2 separate regions of the Hordeum vulgare genome follow, and region 1 is linked to region 2. The links are chromatin contacts, called in public Hi-C maps. All regions are on one chromosome and are shown on one strand. Each heading gives the region's core, a stretch centred on a gene start, on an enhancer-like site or on the middle of the called end of the contact. The rest is flanking DNA. Distances are from core to core; before and after follow the strand shown. Region 1 holds the start of LOC123449246 (transcription factor bHLH76-like). Region 2 overlaps LOC123449242 (inositol-tetrakisphosphate 1-kinase 2).

Region 1 (4,952 bases), core at 2,099-4,598, 1.0 Mb before region 2:
CATCCCATAACACCATTTGGTTCTAGTGTATTTGACATGTTTTATCCCCACATTTCCCCTCAAATCCCCAAATTATAGTGCATTTTTCTCAATACCCAATACACTACCCCTACCTAGTGTATTGGGGATAAATGGGGATTTGAAGGGATTGGGTGAAGGTTGGGGTTTCACCCAATCCCTTGGGGGATTATCCCCACCAATCTCCTCAAAAACACTAGTACCAAACAAGGCCTAAGTGTAAATATCATGGCTTTCAAAGATTGTTCCCGGCAACCAATAAATTGCAATTCATTACACATATACTAGGATCAACCAGTTGATTGTAATTCTATCACTTATATCAAGCTGCTTTGTTTTCCAGTGAACTATACGTAGTTACCATAGCTTTGTATTGAATATATGACCTGTTTTTTCATCTAACGAAGTGGTCTTTAATTGTCTTTATGAAATTAACTGTAATATCTGGTTCCGTGATGCCCTTCTCCATGATTCTATCACTTTGAGTGATTTTAGAAAGTTACTATCACTTTGAGTGATACAATTTCTGTGAATTGCTTCTGGTAAAATGCTTCCAAATGCGCCAGCTAATCAGCTATACTGTAGATAGAACACACATATAGTAGAGTAGTTTAATTTCTGGACAATGATATATAGAGGAGAAAAAAATTATATAGGCCTTTTAGCTCGAAATGAACAGATGAACTGATCACCAAGTGTACTGCAGGTTGGCTTTTAGCTTTGTTTTTCATTTGATATCACTAAGTGTACCTAATGTCATGGCTTTCAGAGGTTTTTCATGACAACCGAGAAGTTGCTACTCATTCAACATATTACTCCCTCTGTTCCATAATGTAGTGCATATAGATTATTTGAAAAGTCAAGCATCACAAACTTTCACCAAGTATGGGGAGAAAGACATTTACATCTAGAATGCTAAACTTATATCATTAGATTCATTATAAGATGAACTTTCATACTTTATATATGTGATATTGTAGATATAAATAGTTATCTCTAAAAACTTGGTCAAAAGTTTGTCTTTTCAAAAAAAAATACACGCACTACATTATGGAAACGGAGGGAGTATTTGTTAATATGATCAACCAGTTGATTGTAATTGTATCACTTTTCTAGCTTCCCTTTTCACAGTGAATTATTGTTTGTTACCATTTTTTTTATACAAACTACTTCCTCTGTACCTAATAATTGTAGTTGGGGAGAACTGGAGTATATGACCTGTTTTTTTTTATCCAACTGCTCTTCATTTGTCTTTGTGGAACTACAAGTAATGTTTGGTTCTGTGATGCCTTTCTGCATGATTCTATCACCTGAAGTATTTTAGAATTTGGAGCTTAATAGTTTGGAGTAGAGTTAGCTATCATATCATTTCACTGAATTGAATCTGATAAAATGCTTCCAGATGAGCCAGCTGATCATCAGTTATAATAAGGGAGGCGGATGCAGGCAGACGGCGTATGCATACGTCCGCAAGAGCATAATTAAGACAACACAATTATTAAAGCAATAGGTCATTAGTTCTGCAAGAGCATAATTAGAACAGCACAATTATTAAAGCAATAGGTCATTAGTTCATTTTTGGCCGTCGAGGATGGTCGTAGACGCCGTCTGCCTGCATTCCTATATACACCACAGATGCAAGGCATATTTGAGTGGTTTAATTTCTTGAGGATGATATATGGAAGCGAAAATGCATAGAGGGCCTTAAGCCGGTGATGATATGAATAGCAAGAGCTTTTTTTTGTCTTGGTTGACGGTATTACAGGTTGTGGAATCCAAACAGTTACCTTGAGCCATGAACAGGGTGAGAACCTCCACTTGAGCTCACCCAGTAGAGTGTTCATTTGTCTGAATTTTTGAGGTATTTCCTGAGTTCCACCAGCAGTCGAAAGTTGGATGGTTATTTTGTGCAAGTCATATGAAACTCTGATGCTTGATGTGCGCCAATCATCATTTGCTTAGACCTGTAAAGCATCTCGGTAATCTATCTTCTTTTCCCGTGGCCTATGATGGATCGAGTGAAGCATGGAGCTGTTGCTCCTCCCGCATCGCAGGGACCAAAGATTGCTCTGGTTTTCTAAGCGAGCTTTTCATTGACCACAGGGGGGGAGAAAGATAACCTTTCTGGTGTAGGCGTGCATCTTCCCGGCTTTGCCCACACATGTTGTGTTGACGATTGGCCTGGTTCATCTTGATGGTAACATTTTTAAACCATGAAATATCTGTCATGAGATTTACTCCTACTACCCTTTTGGCACTGGGCCTGTAAACCACCGTTGCTGGTCGTAGTACTCAAATGACAGCCGTACGGATCAGTCCCGGTGCCCGAGAAAGGCTCCATCTTTCTGCTCTCTTTGCTTGTGGTTTGGTGCACTGAAAAGAATGTGGGGGGAGGGAGGTCATGGGAAGAAATAGTTTACAAAACCAGCTGGGGCAAGGCATTGCGGTGTTTTACTGCCAGGACTCTACTTTTTTGTTGCTGTGATATCTTCTGTGCCTGGGACTGGGGGACTGCACAAGTTAAATTTGTTCCAGTGCTAAATCCTAACCTAACCCTTTGGTTCTCACGAATGCGTTGCTGAAACTGGCACAAAAAACCTGAAGTGCTGTCATTTTCTTTGTCTGTGTTTGGCTGCACGATTCAAAGAAAAATCCGCATCCGCGTCCGATTAGTTTTCCGTATCCATCATGAGTTATCTTGGGAAGAAGAGTGGCATGAAAGCTGGATGTGTACCGCACAAGCGACAGCGAGCCTCTACAGGATTCCGGAGAGTGAGAACAAGAATCCAATTCGCTGCCAAATACACGCCCCTGCCAGGATGCCCTGCCCTGCGCCCGCAGGCCTTCAACTTTTTGACTGTATTATTCCACGGCCACCCAGTCCACACATCTGCTGTTGCCGCCCAACAACCCAAACAACAGCAGCAGTAGAAAGGTGGCAGCCAATGAACACACACACACACACCAGATTGATTCCAAGATGACTTCAAGGGAGGTGCTTGCAAGCTAGTATACATGGACACCTGGACACCACCCCCTTTCAGCTTTGCCGGTGCTCCATACCATTGTTGCATCGTACGTGTATAGTGCTCGTTGGGGAGGGGCCCCCTTTCACAGAATGCGGGGGGCTAACCAAATTCTGCTGATTATGCAACTGGCCTTGTAGAGAAAGAAAAGGGCACTACTTCTACTATTGCTTATACTGCAGCGGAACGTCGTAAAACAAGGGCGCTGTGAAGTGAAGAAACAGTTGGTGGTGGCGCCCCTTCTCTCCTTTTATTATCTTCCCTCCTAGCCGGCCACATGTCCGCACGCCGACACTACTACTACCACCGCATGGTGAACACTGTTCACTATACCATAGGCTGGTGAGACCGTGAGAGTGACCGCAGGCAGCGCTCGCTAGCGATCAAAAGAAGAGGAGGAGCAGCGGAAGCCGCCGCCGCAGCAGCGGCTCTCACCTCCTTGCTGGTAACAACAACGTTTCTTCACCTCCATTGATGCTCTGCGTATGCTGCTGTGGCATCCTCTCCGCTGGCAAATAGTCTTGCGTTTCAGCTTTTTGGAATACCAGCGGCACATTTTGGTACTACTAGAATACTTTCTCGGGAGGGGGGGGGGGGGGGGGGGTGAGCTGCTTGCATCATTTTCCCCTCCTTCCATGAGTGCCAACCGTGTTTTTTTCAACGTGAGTACATTTCGGTCGAATGTTTTCTTCCTGCTCCCATGAGTGTCCGCTGCGTGTTTCAACAGTACGTGGGGATTTGTTTATCGCTCTCGAGAAATTACAGTACGAGAGCATTATTAGCCCAGTACTAATAAGTGGCATCAGCTTTCTCCTCTCCCTGGACGATTTCGGGGCTGCATCCTCCTAGTGTTTTTGACTCATGATATCCCCCTCGATCTACACGCTCAATGAAAGGGTGGAACTTTTAACGCCTCGGGGCCCCTTGTCCTGGCACCTTGGCTGATTCCGGCTTCTCAATTTGGATTGCCGTTCTTCTTAAGGTTGTTCTGCACTGGTGACAGCTGAGTCTCAAGGGTCCTGCAGCTGGTGTAAATCCAGCGTTTCTCTTCATATCATTCATTGTTCCCACATCAAATTCGGATGGGGGTAGGGGCAATGCTCAGTACTCACTGTATATGGTGATGAGGAAGCCTCCCCTTTTCCACTAGTAACAACCGGCTAATTTTCTGGCTTTTTGGCACTCGATCACAGACCCTAAATTTCTTCCATAGTTTGTATTTCTGTTCGAGAACATGCAGGAGATGTTGCTCTCTTTCCTGTTGTCTGGATCTGATTCTGTGGTAGCTAGTTTTTTCAGTGTCAGCTATACACTCGCATAGTTTGCATCCGCCCCGATGAACGCACTTCCGGAGTTTTCATATCGAACACATGATTTGTGTATAGACCAGTATAGATTGTGATGGGAGAAAAGAAGACTTGAATCAGTCTGGGCATCTTGGTAATGCAAAATCTAATGCTGGTGATGAAAGTTTTAAAACAATGACTGCACATATAATAATGTATCTCATGTTTGTGGTCGGCGGGACTAACATGATTTCATTTGTGTTTAAAAAAAGGTACTATTATCATAAGTCTCCCAGTGGAGTTATTCTAAAATAGCTCCACAGGTCCATGACATAAACTGAACTTTGTGCAAAAGATAAGAAAAGGCCATAAACTGAAAACTTGTATGGGATTCTCAGAAATCTTGGTGAAGGTGGGGCATAGGTTCAATTTTTGGTAGGGTTTAAACATAGATAGATCTGGCTCATTTATTGATTAGCGCCATTAACCTTATTCCGGGCTGGCCCATAGAGTACGTGGATGACAGTAGCATCTGATCCTTGGGCCGGTTTTCGATTTCCGCAGTACCACCAACTGTAAATCTCCAGCTGATCTGAATTCAGAACCCTTTATATATTCTGAT
Region 2 (4,769 bases), core at 1,262-3,761:
CTGAAACAGGGCCGACCCGTTTTATATGCGTGTGGGCGCTGGTTCTCTTAGCCGACGCTTAAGTCGCCGACTATGTGCTCCCGGTATTCTTTGGTTTTGGGAACCTTCCTTTTCGAACCGTTTTTTTATCATAAGCCAAAAGGCATACGTCTATAAGCAAAGGTACCGAAGGGGCAGGTGAAACTGGTTTTCTCCTGATCAGATTGCGCAACAGGTATTTGAGAGAAACCTGAATAACCGTCTAGAAAGCAGAAGTGTGTGTGTTTTGATAGCCTTTCTAGCATTTGGTCGATGAACGGCAAAGGATAATGATCTTTCCTGGTTGCCTTGTTCAGTTTCCGGAAGTCTATCACCATTCTATAGCTGGTAATAATCCTTTGTGGGATTAGTTCATCCTTATCATTAGGAACGAGGGTGATACCTCCCTTCTTAGGTACGCAATGTACTGGACTTACCCAATCACTATGAGCAACAGGATAAATGATTCCTGCTTTCAGAATCTTTAATATTTCTTTTCTAACGACCTCTTTCATCTTAGGATTTAATCTCCTTTGATGATCAGGAACTGGTTTGAAGTCAGGATTGGTTTTAATCTTGTGCTCACATAGAGTAGGACTAATACCCTTAAGATCATCAAGAGTATATCCAATTGCAGCACGGTGCTTCCTTAGAGTTTTTAGTAACTTCTTCTCTTCGTGCTCTGAGATGAGAGCACTAATAATGACAGGATATATCTGTTGCTCATCAAGATAGACATACTTAAGAGTATCAGGCAACTGTTTAAGCTCGAACACAGGATCACTTTTTTTCCTTTTACTTTACTTTTTGTGTTTATTTGTTTCTTTTATTTTTATTTTATTTTCTGTTTTTTTCCTTTTTCCAGTTTATTTTTCTTTTTTGAACAAATGTTCAGAAACTTGTAAAAAAATTCAGTTTCCGAATTTTGTTTGAAATTTCAAAGAAGTTTAGAATTTCAAATCTTGTTCACCTCCTTTGAAAGAATTTTAAATTTTGAAAAAATGTTCCCATATTGAAATTTCAAAAACCGAAGTAGTTTTTGCAAATAATGATGAATAGTTTTGAGACGGGAACATTTTTTAAATTCCAGAAATAAAGTTGGAAATGCGAATATTTTTTGAAATTCCCAAACATTTTTTTGAAAAGCGAACCATTTTTATAAAAATGCCGGAACATTTTTCAAAGTCGGAAAAAAAATTAGATTCTGTAACTTTTTTTTAAAACCCAAAACAGTTTTGAAACAGAAATAGAAAAAATAAACAGAAAATAATATAAAAAATAAAACGAAAAAACGGTTCAAAAAATCTTCCAGAAAGTTTCCAAAACCGGAAAAGGCGGCTGAGAAAGTTCCCAAAAGCGGGATCCCCACAACCTTAATGGCCGGCCAGATCATCCCTCACACGTCCTTTCTCTGTGCGAACCCTGGCAATTTGCCGCAACTCGCGGCGAATAGCATTTTCCCAATGAGAGCTATATGTTGCTTATAGCGAGATTACCACTGTCTCGTTCCAAGCTTTTGTCTATGCGCTCCAGTTTCCAGCTGGCCCATTATCGTGCTTTATTCACTCATTTTGTTCGGATTGTTTTTCTTTTGGTTTTCTCTGTTTGTTCACCGGTTTTTTTTTGGTTTTCTGTTTTTTTCCTTTTCGTGGTTTCTTCGTTTCTCTTATGTTTTCACTGTTTTTTTCTCCTTTCTTTATCTCTTTCCTTAATTTCACAGCCTTTTTTCTTTTTCCTTCCTTTTTTCCTAGGTTTTCATCCGCTTACTTTGTTTCTTTCATTCTTTCTATGTTTTCACTCTTTTGCACTGGTTTTATTCTGTTTTTATTTTCTTTTTTGCTTTAGCTTTTTCGGTTTTTATTGGATTATTTGTTACATTTTGTTAACTTTCATTGTTTTTGGAAACTTATTTTTTTTGTCTAATTTCTCCCATACACATTTTATATTTTTATGTATTATATACTCCCTCCGTCCCAAAATAACTGTCTCAAGCTTAATACAAATTTGTACTAGAGCTAGTATAAAGTTGAGACACTTATTTTAGGACGGAGGGAGTATATTTTATAATACATGTTTAATATTTTGGAAATACAAGATCAATATTGTTTAGCACATTGTGAACATTTTTCAAACAGAGTGAGCAATTTTCAATGGCAGTGAACATTTTTCATCCTCAAATTTCAATTTTTTTATTAGAAATATTTTTAATACATGTGTACATGTTTAAATACGTAATCAACTTTTTAAAAATATATGGTTGATGATGTCCTCTTTTATTTAATGCATGTTCTACAATTTTCATATACTGAAGGAATATATTTTTTGTAAAGCTTTTATTTATGTTTTTCAAAAGCAAAGCAAAATGAAGGAATAAAAGGAAACCAAAATAGGGGAAGAAATAAAAAAATAAAAAACATACCTGCTGTGCGCAGCATAGGTACCTTGCTACTGGTCCGGGCCACTAGATATTGCTATTCCTTTTAGGAATCGGTACAAGCGACATCCAGCCCTGGTGAATGGGAGCTCCCCGCCCGGACCTCCTATGTCATGCAGTATGTGTCCAGATTTCTCAAAAAAACAAAAAATGCAGTATGTGTCCAGAAGCCAGTGCGCATCCAGCCCTTGTGTGTTTGATTTACAATTTTTGAATTGGATGAACATATTTTGAACTTGAACAAATTTTGTATTCAAGAAAATTTTTCTGAAAAAATGAATGGACACATTTTGAAGTTGATGAACTTTTTTTGAAAATTATGAAAAAAATTCGAATTTGAAGAGCATTTTTAGAAAACAATGAATTGCGAATTTGATGAATATATTTTAATTCGATGATTTTTTTTGAAATTGATGAACGTTTTTGAAATCCTGATGAATAATAAATCAATTCGATAAACATGTTTTGAATTGATGAAGATTTTTTGAATTGGACGAACAGTTTTATTTTCACGAATTTGAAAAGAAAATTCACAAAATAGAAAAAATGGAGAAGAGAAAAAAAATCAAACTTAAAAAGGAAAAAAAGAAAGGAAAGCAACGTAAAATGGGCCGGCCCATACGACACCCAGCGTGCAGGGGGAGGAGGCGGGGGGGGGGGGGGGGGGGGGAGGTACACGCATGGTTACTCGGCGACGCCCTACGTGCCGAATAGTGATAGTTGTGGTTGTATCCATGGTATCAGTGTCCTCACCAATAATCCTATATTTTCTTGTGAAGAATCGAGACCTGTTTACGAAGGTGTGTACACGATTAAAGGCTTCGATGAAAAATACTTTTACCCAATGTGAATGGTAACATGATAGAGTTGGGCCCCCTCTGCTTTAGGCGTGGACTAGTCTTGATGTATTTCACTTTTTCTTGTGTGTAAGAATCTTATTTGGCCGTGTGCATCTTAGTTATGTAGATGTCGGATGTGATGCATAGATTTTTAAAGTAATAAAGCACTATTCTTCAAAAAGTATCATTTTACAATCCTGCAAACCGATAATCCTATATATTCTTTTTCCATTCCTTCATTTTACAATCCTGCAAACCAAAGAGGCTCCGGGATCCCCACTACAAGAGTATTTAGTTCTCTGTAATGTTAAACTACAACTGAAAGCAGGCTATGCTGTCTTATTCCGAATGTTGCTTACCGTGATGTAATGTTTCTAATTTAACTGATCATTATTATACATACAGTAAATAGGTTAATGGTGATAATTCTGTTTGATGAAAACATTTGAGATCAACGAGAGGAAGGTGACCAAACTGTCATAACAACCCTGATTTATACAAGATCGGCACAAGGCCATTCGAGTTTTTCTTGTTTTTGCCCCCCTCCCCCCCTACTCCTGATCCTGTGTATGTGGCGCCACTTCTGACAAGACATGTAATGCCAGTTTGGGACTTCTTAAAGCCTTGGGCTCCAGCTTATGTATCCGAGATATGTTCATTGGTGCAGAAGTATGTCTACCGCCGATGTATCTCCTCTAGCCGTTTACTCTTTCACAAACTTCCCGGCGCTTCAGCCTCCGCTCAAGCACCTTTGGTATTTGTTTTGCCCAAGACTTTGCAAGAAATCGGTGAATATGTGCTCATAACCAGGCATTTTCCCATATCCTGCAGATAAAATGGAAACAGTATTACTTCGTAGGCGGTCGAACTGCTACTGCAAGGAAATTACCATGCTGTGAAATCGCCGAGTCAAGCCCATGAAGTTTTTGCTGTAATTTTACATGCAAGACTTGCCCATTTAACCAAACAAAACAAAAGCAACTTCTGTGCTAGCATGTATTGCTGTCTCCGTAGAAACTGATCTGACAGCATCACTGAAACTACACATCACAAAATGTCTTCCATGATTTACATGTCATATTCCTAACAATCTTCACCTGGGATGAAGTTACCTGTAATGGTTAAGAACAATCTGCACCCGGATGAATAACAAACAATTAGCAAGACTACTCATGCCCCAGCCAAGCCAACCTTGGGTAGTAGAGAAGATACCCCTACTTGAACAGTGTTAAATTGGCCTAGACGGGCAGAGACATGCCGCGACGATACATTCCTTTTCCCCTCAGCTGGGATAAAATTTTCAGCCCAGCAAGTTCTTCATGAACACATAGACAGAAGAAAAGAAATGCAAAGCCATGTGACAGATAAAATAACTACACACCTGGGAAATAGTTGATATCAATTATATAGTACCGGTCATTAGCTCCAAGCTCTCTAATCATATCTATGTTGAACAATCTTAGACCCTGCAAATTTTA

What was found. Hi-C and Micro-C count contacts between places; a contact is called where the count stands out from the background.
Region 1: a Hi-C map of leaf shows a contact between it and region 2, with 3 times the contacts expected there. The contact joins the promoter of LOC123449246 here to the enhancer-like site in region 2. A contact is called at or near these places in 2 of 6 Hi-C or Micro-C datasets (leaf and seedling).

Annotation. Positions count from the first base shown.
Region 1 is chr4H:521,173,343-521,178,294 of MorexV3_pseudomolecules_assembly, reverse strand. It overlaps LOC123449246 (transcription factor bHLH76-like), which reads left to right and starts at 3,348. Exons shown (of 10, transcript XM_045126390.1): 1 at 3,348-3,489.
Region 2 is chr4H:520,173,008-520,177,776 of MorexV3_pseudomolecules_assembly, reverse strand. It overlaps LOC123449242 (inositol-tetrakisphosphate 1-kinase 2), which reads right to left. Exons shown (of 10, transcript XM_045126385.1): 9 at 4,673-4,757; 10 at 3,653-4,116. The coding sequence ends at 4,022. Among protein-coding and RNA genes, the nearest start is that of LOC123449242, 8.2 kb to the right of the region's middle. Within about 2 kb of position 2,511, at least 2 of the 3 cell types and tissues checked have open chromatin away from gene starts, as enhancers often do. A contact at or near this core is called in leaf, where this site is marked.